Linked DNA regions of Sus scrofa: regions 2 and 3 are each linked to region 1. Evidence: chromatin contacts called from public Hi-C data. All regions are on one chromosome and are shown on one strand. The core of a region is the stretch at or near the end of the contact, and the rest is flanking DNA. Distances in the headings are between cores, read along the strand shown. Region 1 holds the start of DUSP16 (dual specificity protein phosphatase 16). Region 2 holds the start of CREBL2 (cAMP-responsive element-binding protein-like 2). Region 3 overlaps DUSP16 (dual specificity protein phosphatase 16).

Region 1 (2,979 bases), core at 341-2,840:
CGAATTCTTGTGGAGTCTTTTATGCTGGCAAGATCCCTGCTAGGACAAGGATTTTTTCTCTTCCTTCCTTCCCCCAAATCCCAACTCCTCCAGCTGAGCAGATTGGAGATGCAGATCCTCCTCAACTACCCTTTAGAATCTGTTCTAAACAGCAGGACTGTGGTCAGTCGATTATCAGAGCTTTCCTGGAAGAGCACAAGCAGTAACAGCCCGTGGCCACCAGAGGACAGGGCGCAGGGAGCGATTGCTTCCCCTCCATAGAAGTCTTAAAAGAGGTCAAATCTATGGCCTTCAGGCTTCAGTGACTGCCTGATGTGCTCAGCGCATTCCCATCTCCAGGTGGACTCCTTTTTCTCCTCTAAAACATGGGCTGGAAGCTCCTAGAGGCTTACCCTAATACTAACCTGAAATGATTATAATAGCAAATGCACTTTAGCTGCACGATTTAAAGGCAGAAAGGGAGTATGGAGATGTTTCAGCTTTCTCACTCCAAACCTGCTTTTCAGTTCTTTTGCCAATTAAACAAGCAAACAAAAAGCCCCTGGAAGTGTCCAAACAGACATTTCCGAACAAAGATGACTTTCGGGACCAAGGTCCCAAATTGAGTACATTGCAAATGGAACACTTGAGGAGATACACTATTCCTGCCTACAAATTCTGGCTCCTGGAGCAGTTCACTCGCAGTGTGCTTTTCCGTCATTAATCACATCTTTGTTATGTGATATCCACGTGAGTACTTCTCAGTTGAAGCAGCTTCATGCTCAAATGCTCAAAGAACACTAGAATAAAGATCTGATTGTCCTAGTCAGTGATTCCAAGTCCTGGATTGTCACCACCTCAGGTCTCTAGTTTCCCCAAGTGTGTAATGTAGTTTCAAAACAAAGCTATTTTAATTAGTCCAAATTTAAAAATGCACGAAGTGTGTGAAGTTAAATCAATGGGGTCTTGCACCTCTCAAGAGGCAGTGAACCTCTGTTTTGATTTCAAGATGATTCTGTGCTGCCCGATATAGAACATACCTCTAAAGAGCATTTTAGGCTGCTCATTCCCATTACATTTGTAAATAGGAAATGTTGAGTAAATTTAATCAAAGTAAAATAATGAATATTAGGAGCATTCAGGTGGGGGCTTTCAATGACAGACACAGAGAGGCAGCTGAGTGCCTGACCACCTGAATGTGATTTTTCTTAAAGTACCTGTTACTTCTCTTTCCTAAGAGACGGCGGTGCCCTGCATTTTGGGTTTTTAAAGAGCGATTGTAATTCTCTCAAATCATTGTTTGCGTTTCTTCACGCTGGGGAGGCAGCTGGAAACAGCCCAACCAGGAGGAAAAGGTTCTGCTCCTCGCTGGCGTGGGGGTGGGGGATGCGACCCTGAAATACCTGTTGGGGCGCGGCGCTAAGGCGCGCGGCCGAGACCAGGCAGGGAGGTCGGGGTTCGGGGCCCCCGGGGGCGGCGGGCACGCGGGCGCGGAAGGAGGAGGCCGCGGGTCCGCCTCCCCCAGCCGCCCGGCTCCTCCCAGCGGCGCCCGCGGAACCTGCCCCGGAGCCGCCGGGCCCCGGAACGGAACGTGACCCGTCCCCTCCCCGAGCGGCCGCGACCAGGCGCCGAGCCCCGCTCCGGACTTGGGCGGGCGGCGCGCGGCCCCGCCCGGCGCCCACCGCCCTGCCCTCGCCTGTCTCCTCCTTTCCCCGGGGCTCCGCTGAGTTCATTCACTGGGATTGGTTTCAAGTGACGCCATCTCTTTATTTTTAAACCAATGACCTCATCCGCGCTTGAAGTTTCCTGACCAGCGACTCTTTCTCTTTTCCCCCACCCCCACCCCACCCCCCCCGCCTTTCCCCCTCTTTCTGGGTGTCCCTGTTTGGGGGGCTCTGATCAGTTTTCAAACGACTATCATCACCTCTCCCTGCCCCCGCCGCCCCCCCACCTCCCCAGGTTCCTCACCCCTTTCAGCAGTGTTTTTTCAAGGCTGATCGGGGGTGGGGGGGAGAGAAAGAGTGAAGAAAAGTTGCAAACTTCTCCTCGCTTCCTAAGCCTCCCGCCCCCACCCGCCCCTCCGAGCAGGAGAAGATAATATAGTGAAAAGAAGAGGAGGAGGAGAGCGCGACGGGACGGACGCGAGCAGGAGCGCAGCCGCCCTCCCGGCTCCGCCGCGGCGCCTCGCAGGTCCGGGAGGCGAGGGGGCCCCGCGGGGAGACGCCGTGACAACTTTCATTTCCCCCCGAGAGAGCCGGGAGGTCGGTAGCTCCCCAAGTAAGTGGCCGCGCGGACGGCGGGGTGGGAGGGCGCGGGGCCGGGCGCCCGCCGCGCCGGCAGCATGGACGCTCCTTCGCGCGCCCCGGCTGCTCTGCCCTCCCGGCGGCCGGGCCCGGGTCGGCGGGCGGGCGGGCGGGGTGGGGGCGACCGCGGCCCGGAGCGGCGCGCGCGTGGGAAGCTGGGGGGGGGGACGAGGGGGGCCGCGCGGGGAGGGGGCGGGGGACGGCGCGGGGACTGGGGCCGAGCGGCCGGGTCCCGCCGCCAGGAGCCGCCGGCGGTCGCGGTCCCTTCGCGGGCGAAGCCGCTCGCTTCCAGGCGCGACTGTTACACAACACGCCTGCCAAGTGGGGCCCCGGCCTGACGGTTCCCATTATCCCCAACTCGCCCTGGGTGTAAGCAGCGGGGCCACCTGGGTGGTGACGGGGCCGCTTTCTTCCACCAACTCGCTTTTCATGCGCTGCCCCCGCCCTCCTACACAGGCAGGGTGTTGGGGGCTCGGTGTGCCAGTGACTTCTTTATTTACACTAACCCTAAAACGTGAGAAAGGAAAAAGCCCGGGGAGACAACCGAGGGTCTGTGTATCGAGTGTACTTTTCATGTAATGAAACACCGGGGAGGAAAATATTTGTGCAAGACTGAAGATTTCAGGTGCTGCCGGGCTTATTTCCTTTAAAACTTCAACAATAACAACCTGGGAATTAACTTGAGAAAATATAAGGA
Region 2 (3,385 bases), core at 703-3,202, 39 kb before region 1:
TGTAATTTCACTCTAGGCAAAACAGTAACACTTTATAGCCCCCACTACAGTTTGCTTGTTTTAGAAATAAGTTCTATGTGATTTTATAGGAAGGTAAAATAATTCAAAATCCAATGTATTTCTGGTGAATTTACTTGCAATTACTGAAGACTCTGAGAAAGTTATTTAATGTCTCAAAGGTTTGAAAAAAGAAACAACTCAAAATTAGTAAATATACCAGGAGAGTCTCAAATTAAGGAAATTAAAGAATACTTTTCTTCAGCATCCTTTCCCAGCCATATCCAGGGAAGATAATGGATATAGTACTCAGATTTAATTTTAATATTAACACTGAAAGATCAAGCTGACAAAGGTTGTTATGAGACATTATCTTCTGATTTTTCTGTAAAACTTTCAGAACTCCACCTTTTTGTTTTGGCAATGGTATTTCCTATTAGGAGGGGTTTGCTATTTCACAAGCAAACTGTTCCTCTAGCGAGTCCCAATTCCAGAGTAGAGCGTTAAGCTTTCTCTGCTATCACTTTCCTCAGTGCCTTCAGCAGGAACAGGAAGAGGAGATAACATAGAACCACACAGGCCGCACAGAGAAGATGGAAAATTTTCCATTATCTCTAGGATGAGTGAAACAAAAACTTGATAGTAGCCAAGTGTTATTGGTTAGGTGAAAGGGGGAAATGAAGGAAAAAGCTACCACAAGCAGCATGCCAGAGACTGTGGAAAGTAAGACCTGTGGAAAGCAGAGGGAACTGAGTGTCTACTTTGAAAACTGGCAAATTCTAGAAGTCTGATTCCTTAAAAAAAACAACAGCAAACCCAACTTCCTAAACATTCTAGAACATCAATAAGCTGATGATCAACAAACTGACCATCACTATCCTCACGAAATATAACGGGACAACACTGCTGTGTTCAGACAGAAAGGTTATATGTAAACTGTAGGAATTAACCAATATTGTTTGTGACCTTATCTTCATAGGGATAAATGATGTGGATAGGGAAAGAGGGATGGGGATGGAATATTAAGACAGATTAACAAGAAGAAATTCACCCCTTTTCTTGGAGAAGGCTTTCGAGAAGAGGTTAGATTCCAGACTCTGGACGAATAGCAACAGGAGCTTAGCAGTGCGTTCCAACCAACCACAGGAAAATAGCACAGAGGGGAGTGAACCGAATATATGAATGGGGCATTGAGTAAGCGAGCCTGAGAGGAGAAAGGGAGACCGTCGAGGGGAACAGGGCCGGTTCAGGGTGCCCTAGTGAAAGGGCTCCCAAGTGGAGAAAAGCTGGGAGGCGGCAAGGGAAGGAACAGAGAAGGCACAGTAGTTTCTTCACTTATCTCGGGAGGCAAGTCAAGGACTAAGGTTGGAAAAGCTGACCAACCCGTTGGCCTTGGGTGTGAACATTTTCCAGAGGAGTGGGCCCTTGCTGGAAAAACGCAGGCCGCTCTTCCCTGAATTCCTGCCAGGGTACCTGGGGTCACAGCTGGAGGCGCAAGGATGCCTAAGGCAGGTGTTTCTCGGGTGTTGGCGTGGACTACGGAGTGAGGCTCGGCTGCTGGACGAGCACTTAGCGACAAGCAGGCGGCGGCGCTGCGCGTGCAAACCCCAGGACTTACCTTACTGTCATCCATCTCGGCAGACAGGCCGGCCCGGTCGGGCGCTCCCTCCCCCGACCCTCCCTCTGCTCAGCCGGTCTGGCCCGGCCCGGCCCCGCCCCGGGGGAAGAAGGGGATATGGTTCTGACTGCCCCCTTCTCTTGCCTAACAGTTCCCTTCCCTGATGCCACAGTCACGGGAATGAGGGACCAGTTCAGGAATGGCAGAGCGGACCCTGGAGGCGGCCCAGAACGCCTCCCTTCGCCGCCACCGCCTCCTCCTCCCCCTCCATGACAGGCTCTGGCTGTGTTTACAGACGCCCTGGAGAGCGGCCCGGACCAGAGGGTAGGCGGGAGCGCGGCGCGCGGATTGGCCGCTTCGGCTGCCGTTGCGCCGCGGGATTCTGGGGATTGTAGTTTTCCTTAACGTAGTCTCTGCATGGCTAACTAGGAAGGAAACTACAATGTCCACAGAGCCTCAGCATGGCGTCTGTTTTCCGGACGGGGAGCGCTGTGGAGGAGGGGCCGAAACTACCTTTCCCACAGTGCAGGCGGGGGGGTGTTTGGGCCCCCGGTTCCCGCGGCCTGGGCGCTGGGAGGAGACCGTTGGGGCTCCGTAGGGGCGGCCCTGGGAGCGGGCCGTTTTTAGGGACACCGAGGAAACTCTGAAGGTTATTTTAAAAATTAAAAAAAGAAAACAAACCCTTAGAATGTAAAATGGTACAGCTTCTTGGAAAAAACATTTGGGAGTTAGTCTCAGTATTAGACGTGGAGCTACCACATGGCCAACAATTGCATCAGAAATGACACTCTGTGTCCCCACGAAGACTTGTGCAGTAATGTTCTGTCCTAGCAGAGTTATTCATAATGTCGGAAGGTGGAAATAACCCAAATGTTCAACAGGGGATGAATGGATAGGCCAATTGTATTTATATACAAAGGAATATTATTAGTCCATGAAAAGGAACACATGCTGCAATGTAGATGAGCCTTGAAAACATGCCAAGTGAAAGAAGCCAGACACAAAAGGCCACATATTATAGATTCCATTTAGAATGCAATTTTTTAGAATAGTAACATTTAAAGAAGAAGAAGTTGACGGGTGGTTACCAGGGGCTAGGGCTGGGGAGCAGCAGGAGGGAGGAGGCAGGGAATGGGGAGTGGTTGTTAACGGGTACTAGGTTTCTTTAAAGGCAGTGAAACTTCTAAAGTGTATTTAGTGGTGGCTGCACAACTCTATTCTAAAAATCACTGAATTGTGTACTTTAAATGAGTGAACATTATGGTATGTGAATTACATCTCAATCATTAATAATGAAGAGTGTTTTGTCATCCTGATTTAATAGAGTCAGTGAGCTTCTTGTTTTGGCCTATGTTAGGCCATTGAGAATTTGACAAAGTTTGTGTGTTCATTAACGTTCTTCTGGAGAGCCTTTTGACTCCTTTTCAGACTCCTAAAGTGCTTTGTTAAACTCTTCCAAAATTCAGCTGAGGTAGAGTTCTCAGATTTAGCAATAAATATATAGGACATTCACATTTGAATTTCAGGCAAACAAATACCCCTTTAGTACAAGTATGTCCATATAATACTTGAGACACACTTTTACTTTTTAAGAAATGCTGCTTATCTGAAAGTCAGATTTAACCAAGTGTCTTCTGTTTTAACTGGCAACTCCAAATTGAGGAAGAGCAATAAAGGAAAGTTGAATCATCTCTGTCCGATCTATACAACACTTCAGAGGAACTAAAGCCAGTCAGTTCCTCAAAAGTAAATGCCACCAGAATTCCTGCT
Region 3 (3,176 bases), core at 652-3,151, 60 kb after region 1:
AGACCAAAGCACAAAATAATTATTCTTGTGAGCGATTAAAATACTTCCAAAGTACACATTTCAACATTTGTATTTTTAATATTAGGCTCGTCTCCTTGGTGCTGTAGCAGAGCGCAGGTTTTATTTTCTAATGGAGGGAATTGTTCTCTACAGGTGCAGGAATATTCCACTGAAGTCCTTCACATACGTTCTAGGATAAATAAGCGAATCTGTAATACATGCTTAGGTCACAAAAAGGGGTCTTTGTTTTACAAAAGGATTCAACTACATGGGACTATATTTAGAAACTAAATCATTTTCGCAGTTTATATAGTTTCTTAATGTACAGAAATTAAATTTGCATAAGATGGTTTAGAAAAAAGTCTTGCATAAAGTAGAGCTCTGTGTCAGTAGACTTGTGTTCATAGCCATGGGATCCTTCGCAGTAGGGGAGGGGTGGCCTTGAAGCCCCCTCCAGTTTGGGCAGCTCTGTCAGCTGACCAAGTCTTAGGACTCACTGCCAACTTGAACTGAAGCATAGATGGATCAGCCCTTGGTTCTTCCTTCAGGGAATTGCTTTCAAAGTGACAGAGCTAACCTTTCTCTCTGCTTTGACTAAAAGGATAGGAATACATCTTTAGAATGGAGATCTTAAAGTTAACATCATTAATCTGTAATACAATGCTACTTTTGTTGATTATGTAAGTATTCTTTCCTTCTTTTTTTGGTCTTTTTAGGGCTGCATCTACTGCATATGGAGGTTCCCAGGCTAGGGGTTCAATCAGAGCTGTAGCCACTGGCCTACACCACAGCCACAGCAATGCCAGATCCCAGCTGTGTCTGCCACCTACACCACAGCTTATGGCAACACCGCATCCTGAACCCACTGAGCAAGGCCAGGGATCAAACCCACAATCTCATAGTTCCTAGTCGGATTCGTTTCCGCTGCGCCATGACGGGAACTCCAGATTACGTAAATGTTCTCTCATTTTAAGAAACAACACTGTGGTTAATAACTGATTGCAAGGATCAGAGGGAAGAAAAAAGTGACTAATTGGAATTGTTTAGTGCTATTATCATATGGTTTTTTTGCTTTTTGTTTTTTTTGTCTTTTTAGGGCTGCACCCAAGGCATATGGAGGTTCCCAGGCTAGGGGTCAAATTGGAGCTGCAGCTGCTGGCTTGCACTGCCCCTTGCAGCAATGCCAGATCCTTAATGTGCTGAGCCACAATGGGAACTCCATGTTATATGTATTTTATTTAACCTGGCAGATTTTTTTCCCTCTGAGAATGGATCGGTGGTTCACACTGACTTTTATAGAAAGTTATATTTATGATTGGAATTGTGGACCGAAGGGGGTACCCTTAAGGGAAGAGGTGTTTCTTGGTTGAATTAGAATAAAGCGATGGACAAATTATCAATGCCTTTAAGCTACACCAAATGTTTTCTCTGTCCAAAGTAACATGTATGTTTTTGTTCATAAACATTCACTCTTCTGGTGGATTTGTGGAAGACTAACAGAAATACGGATTTTAACACCGCAATTTGTCCGCTTGTTCATCCAGCTCTGTAGAGGCCAGCAATGTCTGCCTATGTGTCTTCCTTCTTCTTAAAAACTAATGCCTAGCACAAGGGGCCAGGGTGGGCATGGCGTTCCAGATTCAGGTCTGTCTTAGGGAAGCACATATGGGCTGTCTGGCGTTCTGTTTCCTCCACTCCTAGATGATTAGCCACATTAAATCTAGGGACAGGAGAAACCTGGCAATACTGGATGGTGAGTCAAGTCCTTGAACAGCTTTAAAAGATATCTTAAAAAACAAAAAGCACGTCAGTTTTTCAGTGCAGCATTCACAGTAAACCAAGGGGCTGATAAAGAGCTGAGGTTGCGTCTTCTGGCAGTGGGGTCTGACGTGGGATCCGGGGACAGCAGCATGAGGACAAGGGCAGACAGGACTCTTTATGCTCCACCTGTCAGCTGTTTGCAACAGCAAGTTTACGTAGCTGGATGGAACTCCTCTTCTCGGGTGGATCTAGTTTGTAAGAGGAAGAGGGACATTTTAGGCATATTTCAGAACTGATTTGCAGAGGAGGTCACAGAGAGCTTCTTAGGGGTGCGGGTAAATCAGGCAGTCTCATCTGTTATTAATTAATGAAATGAAACTGGGGGCACTAGAGTCCACCGATGAATGAAAGGTCAGCGAATGGAAAAAACTGTCAATAAAGGAGGGTGTCGGCAGAGTGGAACATTGTCCGAGAGAAAGATCAGGGAAAATGTGCTCTTTGGCCGAGGGGGTGTCTTTTGGAAGTGACAAGGAGTGTGGGTTTGGGACATTTCAAGCCAGACGGAGCACTAAATGGATCCTCTGATTTCAACGAAATCTGTTAAATACTTTCAGGCTGTTTGGGTTTGTGCTAGAGATTAATTGAAAAAAAAATTGGTTAAAAAAAAAAGAGGTTTCTGTTTGTTTTATAATGTGTTTTACAACGTGTTATTGCTGTTTTGTTTGCTTTGGGGGGTTGTTTTGAGGCTGAATAGTGGGTTGCTTTCTCTTAGGGTTTTTACTTTTTTTTTTTTTTTTTCCCCTCTGTCTTAGAATGTTCTAGAGCCGTGCTTACATTTTACTCTTTAGGACCACCAAAGTTGGACTTTGAACAGCCCAGGCTAGCAGGCTTTCAGTTTCCGGTTGTTAGAGAGTCTCGTCCCTCTGAGCATAGTTCAGTGGGGGATAGGCTGAAAGTCCTCGAGAGGCAGCGTCAGCCTCACCACTGATTTGCAAACTCAGGGATCATGAAGGGCCCGGGACCGTGTTCCTCTCTCCAGTAGTTCATCCATCAGCTTCGTTTCTGGTCTCATGTGAAATGCACTTACAGAGCTCTGCTATCTCTGGTCAGGCCAGCTCTCTTTGCTTTTTCTCTCCTTCATTGAAGCTTTGGCACCATGTGGCTTTGAGAAAGAAAGACTCTTCTGTCCGTTTGGGAGAGGCCCATGGCCATTCTGAGCCTGGTAAAATAAGGCTGAACTGAGGGCAGGACCCTAGAGGTGTCAGCAGGGATGTCCCCACATCCTAGAGAGCGTTGCAATTAATTCTGTGGTATGTAGAGACATGGTTTTAGCACAGCGATTGAGATTGCTGGGCTCCCGTCTCAGCTCTGCCAATTGCCACCCTGTGTCTTTCTGAACCTCTCTTTCCTCATCT

What was found. Hi-C and Micro-C count contacts between places; a contact is called where the count stands out from the background.
Region 2: a Hi-C map of skeletal muscle shows a contact between it and region 1, with 4 times the contacts expected there. The contact joins the promoter of CREBL2 here to the promoter of DUSP16 in region 1. A contact is called at or near these places in 4 of 47 Hi-C or Micro-C datasets (fetal heart ventricle, heart right ventricle and skeletal muscle) and 2 of 2 datasets of contacts at active chromatin or transcription factors (alveolar macrophages and skeletal muscle).
Region 3: a contact with region 1 is called in a Hi-C map of liver, with 2.5 times the contacts expected there. The contact joins the enhancer-like site here to the promoter of DUSP16 in region 1. A contact is called at or near these places in 2 of 5 promoter capture datasets (fetal liver and liver), 11 of 47 Hi-C or Micro-C datasets (alveolar macrophages, embryonic fibroblasts, fetal liver and 4 more) and 2 of 2 datasets of contacts at active chromatin or transcription factors (alveolar macrophages and skeletal muscle).

What each region holds. Positions count from the first base shown.
Region 1 is chr5:59,868,312-59,871,290 of Sscrofa11.1, forward strand. DUSP16 (dual specificity protein phosphatase 16) reads left to right here and starts at 1,591. Exons shown (of 7, transcript XM_021092338.1): 1 at 1,591-2,256.
Region 2 is chr5:59,829,245-59,832,629 of Sscrofa11.1, forward strand. It overlaps CREBL2 (cAMP-responsive element-binding protein-like 2), which reads right to left and starts at 1,953. Exons shown (of 4, transcript XM_021092337.1): 1 at 1,616-1,953. The coding sequence starts at 1,630.
Region 3 is chr5:59,928,465-59,931,640 of Sscrofa11.1, forward strand. The region is part of intron 3 of DUSP16 (dual specificity protein phosphatase 16); the gene reads left to right. Among named protein-coding and RNA genes, the nearest start is that of DUSP16, 60 kb to the left of the region's middle. Within about 2 kb of position 1,902, at least 18 of the 83 cell types and tissues checked have an H3K27ac peak or open chromatin away from gene starts, as enhancers often do. A contact at or near this core is called in fetal liver and liver, where this site is marked.